Regions from separate parts of the Mus musculus genome. Here region 1 is linked to region 2. A link is a contact called in public Hi-C data. All regions are on one chromosome and are shown on one strand. Each heading gives the region's core, a stretch centred on a gene start, on an enhancer-like site or on the middle of the called end of the contact. The rest is flanking DNA. Distances are from core to core; before and after follow the strand shown.

The links. Hi-C and Micro-C count contacts between places; a contact is called where the count stands out from the background.
Region 1: a Hi-C map of muscle stem cells shows a contact between it and region 2, with 2.5 times the contacts expected there. The contact joins two enhancer-like sites. A contact is called at or near these places in 2 of 15 datasets of contacts at CTCF or cohesin (CD8 T cells and the NIH/3T3 cell line), 32 of 484 Hi-C or Micro-C datasets (the C2C12 cell line, CD4 T cells, CD8 T cells and 23 more), 4 of 115 datasets of contacts at active chromatin or transcription factors (bone marrow-derived dendritic cells, bone marrow-derived macrophages and embryonic stem cells) and 4 of 9 other capture datasets (adipose tissue, bone marrow-derived macrophages, embryonic stem cells and 1 more).

The regions. Positions count from the first base shown.
Region 1 is chr1:39,339,494-39,342,193 of GRCm38.p6, reverse strand. The region is part of intron 16 of Npas2 (neuronal PAS domain protein 2); the gene reads right to left. Among named protein-coding and RNA genes, the nearest start is that of Rpl31, 27 kb to the left of the region's middle. Within about 2 kb of position 1,298, at least 18 of the 459 cell types and tissues checked have an H3K27ac peak or open chromatin away from gene starts, as enhancers often do. A contact at or near this core is called in muscle stem cells, where this site is marked.
Region 2 is chr1:39,252,696-39,255,395 of GRCm38.p6, reverse strand. The region is part of intron 1 of Npas2 (neuronal PAS domain protein 2); the gene reads right to left. Among named protein-coding and RNA genes, the nearest start is that of Npas2, 60 kb to the right of the region's middle. Within about 2 kb of position 1,370, at least 8 of the 459 cell types and tissues checked have an H3K27ac peak or open chromatin away from gene starts, as enhancers often do. A contact at or near this core is called in muscle stem cells, where this site is marked.

The DNA.
Region 1 (2,700 bases), core at 49-2,548, 87 kb before region 2:
ATGTGTGTGTATGTGTGTGTATGTGAGAGAGAGAGAGAGAGAGAGAGAGAGAGAGAGAGAGAGAGAGAGAGAGAGAGAGAGAGAGAGACTCAGGAAACACTTCCCAGAGGATTTCACCTCACTGCTGCTGCTCTCTTCCTAATCACTGCCAATTTCTCAGTCCCAGCTGACCAGCATCCAGCATTCCAGCAACAAAGTTTTCACTTTACTGTTTCTGGCCTCTTGTTAATCACAGCCAAGTTTTCAGCTCCAGCTGACGGGACACCACAGACTCTCCACTCAAAAGGCCCTGTAGAGTCCTTGCTTCTCCCAGAAACCTCACAAGTCAGGCCTCTCCCCCTGCACGTCTCTCAACATTCTCACCTCGGAAGCTCCCGCAGAATAGCCCATCAAGCTTTGAAGACTCAATGACTTTTCTAATCCCAAATCCCAAAGTCCTTCCACGATCCTTCCAAAACCGCACGCTCAGCTCCGTCACAGCAGTACCCACATCCTGCTACCCCATAGCATTGCTGTGATGAAACACCACGGCCAACTGCAAGCTGGGATTAAGAGTTTATCTGGCTTATGCTTCCACGTCACTGTTCATCAACGAAGGAAGTCAGGACAGGAACTCAGACAGAATAGGAGGCAGGAGCTATAGTGGCCACGGAGTGGTGCTGCTTACTGGCTTGCTCCTCATGGTGTGCCCAGCCTGTGTTCCTTGAGAACCCAGGGCTTCCAGCCTTGGAGTAGCCTCAACTACAAGGGGCTGAGCCCTCCTCCATCAATCACTAATTAAGAAGGGCTTGCCTACAGCCTGATCTTATGGAGGCATCTTCTCAACTGAGGTTCCCTTTTTTCAGATGGCTTTTGCTTGTGTCAAATCAACATAAAACTGTCCAGGAAAGAGTCATGAAGTCAGCACATGTTAAGTAGGTAAGGTGAAACAAATGTGGAAGGAGCGCTACATTGTGGCATTATTCTTAAAGTGAGAGAAAGAGATCTTCCCCTTTTGACTGTGGGTACAGAGATCTGCTAAAGGAGTGAATGGAAAAACACTCAGACAAACAAACAAAAGAATGAAACTTCTTGCTCAAACTGTCTCTGCTCTTGTCATGGAGCTAATGGTTTGATATGTTATGCTGTCCCAACTGTGTGTGGCCTCTAAGGAATAAAAAACCTGTTGTCTTTATCCTCCTCCTCTCCCAGTGCTCCAACGAGTGAGACATACATATCTGGACAGCTGGCTGGCTGGCTGCTAGGCTAGAATGATGGCTGTCTCAAAGAGCCAATCAAGGAACATGTTACTTACTACGGCTGCAGGTGTCCTTATAGGCATTCATTTGAATAACCAGCAGAGGGCACACGTGCTCAAAAAAGCACGAGGCCACTCTCTCGTGACCGGGAGGACCTCAGCACACCTTCACCTGGGAGCAAACATCAAATATCCCAGAGAACTTCCTCCTAACCTAATTTTAAAAGACTGCACTAGCGCACACTTCAGTTCTGAACCAATGAAGTAAGCCCACTGAACTGCAGTAAACGACCCTGGCTGGGTAGGGAATCCTGGTTTGCATCTGGGCATACATGTCTGTGCCTCCGTTTTACCAACAGCGAAGAATTTCTTGGATTTCTCAAAAGCCGACCTCAAAAGGTTATAGAAAACACGCAAACAGAAAACAAGACAGTCCCTCAAAACAAGTAAGAAACGTATGCTAGAACAAATAGATCCCACTTAAATATACTTTTCCACTATTCACACCTGCAGACTTTACACCTCATTGGTGTCATTACAGGACACACAGAAATCACTAATATGGAGACACTACAAAAAAGTCGGTACAATACGGCATCATTGCCCGGCTTCGGCAAACTGCCAATGTGTCATCCTTATCTCTTGTCTTTCCTCTCTGGTGGTGTGTGTGCAGAAGTAAGGATGGGGAAGGGGGATTAGGGGGTGTGGGGGGCTGGGGAAAGGCTGGGGAGGCTAGAATAATTTCCACTTGCTTAAATTTTTACAGTTGAATCAGTTTTTTTTTCTTTTTTCAAGGATCACATTTTGGTAGGAGTTTTTAGGATGTATTTAAGTCTTGTGAAAAACAAGAAGCCAGGCTTCGGGGAGGAGACGTTCTCTGGTTTGATTGTCTGTGGATCTCCGTGTTCTTTTTGGAAAATTCCACTTTGAAGATAAGTGCAGAGGAATAAACACAGATAAGGCTTGGCATCTACAGGGGAGCTGTGCACCAGGGGGGTTAGCACCCACAGGGCAGGTATTCATGTGTGTGTGTGTGTTTAGCATCTGTAGGGGAGCTATGCACCAGGGGGTTAAGCATCCACAGGGCAGGTAGTCATGGGGGTGGGATGGGGTGGGGGTTAGCATTCACAGGGGAGCTGTGCACCAGGGGGTTTAGCTTCCACTGGGAGCTGTGCATCCAACAGCTTGGCATGCACAGGGAGCTGTATGCCGAGGGTGTAGCATCTATAGGCAGCTGTACAATGAGGACTTAGAATCCACTGGGGAGATGTACACACTGAGGGCGTGGTTTCCATGCAGAAGCTGTAGGCTAAGGAGGCCACTTTCTCTCGACTGTAGTGCCTCAGCTCAGCTTGGCTCCTGTGCACCTTTCACCTTTGCCCCAGAGCAAACATCAAACATCTCAGAGAACTTCCTCGCAGCCTAATTCTAAAAGAACTCACTAGCACACACTGGGACATAGA
Region 2 (2,700 bases), core at 121-2,620:
GCTGGTCAAAGGAGAGGCCCAGCATCCCCTGTGAGGGTTTGCAAGCAGGACAGAGGCTTTCTTTTTCCTCCCTCCACCTCCTCCATGTGTATATGTGCAAGTGTTCTTGACCTTGCATACACAGCAGAGGCCAGAGGTCAAAGTCGGCATGTGTATACCGCAGCATTTGGACGTTGGAGGGCCACTTTGGGAGTTAGCGCTCTCCTTCCACTATGGATCTTAGGGATTGAACCCAGGCTGCTAGGCTCGGGTGGGCAAGTGTTTTTATTGCTGAGCCACCTCCTTTTCCTTCTAGCTTACCGTGCGTGAGGCAGGATCTCTCACTGAACCTGGAGCTGACTGATTGGCTAGGCTGGCTGGCCAGCAAGCTCTGGGGCTCTACCTAGCTCTGCCTCCCCCCACCCCCACCCTGTCCCTCAAATGCTGAGGTTCAGGTCCTCATTCATGAGATAAATGCACTTTTGCTTGCAAAATCCTCTTAGCCCTGGCATGTTTCAGAACCAGAAGTCTTAGGCCCAGGATACCTTTCTCAAGGCTCATGGCTATATATGAACATAGGTGCTGGTGAGACCAGCCATGGCTAAAGCTCTGGTTTAGCTTATGGTTTTCATACGTATCAGCTTATTTAAGCATAGCCATCAGATCCTGAATCTAATCCAACCAGAGCAACCAAGAGATGATGTTCTAGGCCCACGGTCCACGATCTGACATAGAAGAAGAAATAGAAATAACCGCTAGAAATAGAAGAAGCAAGCATGCATGTGTGGAGTGAAGGAGGGATGAGATATACATCAATCAACACAGCCCCATAGTTCAGGAGACACAGATCATGTTGTAGCACCCAAAGCCCCGATTGACAAGCTGTCAATCTTCGAGTGGCACTCCCATCATCCTCTGCTGGGCCTCTGTCTCTGGTATCTCTAAATCTCCCTTTCCTTGGCATTAGACACCCAAGACCCTTTTACTTGGTGGCAACCCCTCAAGGACAGGACATTTCCTGCCCTCTAGGAGGCTCAACAAGCAGCTGAGGCTCATAGTGCTCAGGGAAGGTGTCCGCAGGTTGTAGCTTACGTGTTGGAATCTGTCTTTAAAACCTTGGGAGAAAAGCCCAGCTTTTGGTTACCAGCAAGAATGGGTCCTAACACAGGGCTGCTGGGACACAGGCTGAATGCGGGGCAAGGGAGACCCTACGACTAGATCCATGTTCCGGCTTCCCCGAGGTGCCTGGAGGTTGTCCTTTAGACATAACAGACAGATTCAGACACCCCAGAGACAGCCGTCTACACTGGTCAGAAGGCAACTTACTCCGCCTGGTGCCTCGGAGCAAGGCCAGACAGGCTTAGCCTGCTGTGGGCACACAGCAAAAGTGGGTCAGCATAACAGCCTTGCTCATCCATGGGCATGAACCATGAGGAAGCAAGGCCTGCTCCAGGTCCAGCCTGAGCAGCTCGGGGTGGCCTCTAGGTGGCAGACAGGGGACCATGGGAGAGCACCTGGAAAGAGTTCTTAGAGAGATCTGACTCCTTCTTGTGGGCACCTGCACTTACTTCCACAGGACACACACACACACACACACACACACACACACACACACACACACACACAACTCATCCCTTTAGCTTAGACAAACATATACACATAACTAAAACAAACAAACAAACAAACAAAAACCCAAGTCTTAGAAACAAAAGGCAAAACTAAAGCACAGAAAACCAGCTCAGATCGCAGGCTCCACCAAGGCTCTGATTGTCACTAAAGACAAACCGACCACTTGACAGGCACAGAGGTAACTGTGACACTTTACATCGACTGCTGGGAAGCAGATGCTGCCTCCCAGGTCTCCAGCTTCCTCTGCTGTCCTCTGACAACCAATCCGGAGGCCACTGGAATAACTGCTGCCACCCAGGAGTGGGGACTGATTTTGTTAAGGGTTGCCAGGACTGGAGGGGACAGACACCTCATGAGGGAGCGGTCAGGACCCTCTCCTGTTTCCGTAGCTGCACTAGGCTGCAGCATATGGACCGAAAGGTCTGGCTGAGGCTGTAGCTCAGTGTAGGACAGTTGCCTACTAACAAGGCCCTGGGTTGGATTCCTAGTACGTCAAGTAAATATACAGAAAGGCCACCTCCAGGCTTTTCTGTCTAGAAGTTGGACAAAGTACCAGAAAGTGAAGGAAAATGACAGAGGCCAAGTGTCTTAGTCAAGGTTTTACTACTGTGAACAGACACCATGATCAAGGCAACTTTTATAAGGACAACATTTAATTGGGGTTGGCTCATAGGTTTAGAGGTTCAGTTCATTATCATCAAGGCCAGAGCATGGAAGCATCCAGGCAGGCAGAGTGCAGGAGGATCTGAGAGTTCTACATCTTCATCTGAAGGCTGCTAGGAGAAGACTGGTTCCCAGGCAGCTAGGCCTAGGGTTTCAAAGCGCAGGTCCACAACTACATACCTACTCTAACAAGGCCACACCTATTCCAACAAGGTCACACCTTCAAATAGTGCTACTCCCTGGGCCAAGCATATACAAACCATCACACTAGGTGAGCTGACCTACTTCCAGGAACAGGTGTTTGGAGTCAGTAGGTTCCAGAAGGTTCTAGGACACATCTGCACCAAGGCTAGTATTCATATCTCCCCCAGAGAAGGCTGGAATGTCACCCTCAGCAAACGGGGCGAATGAGAGTCAGCCTGAGGCTCC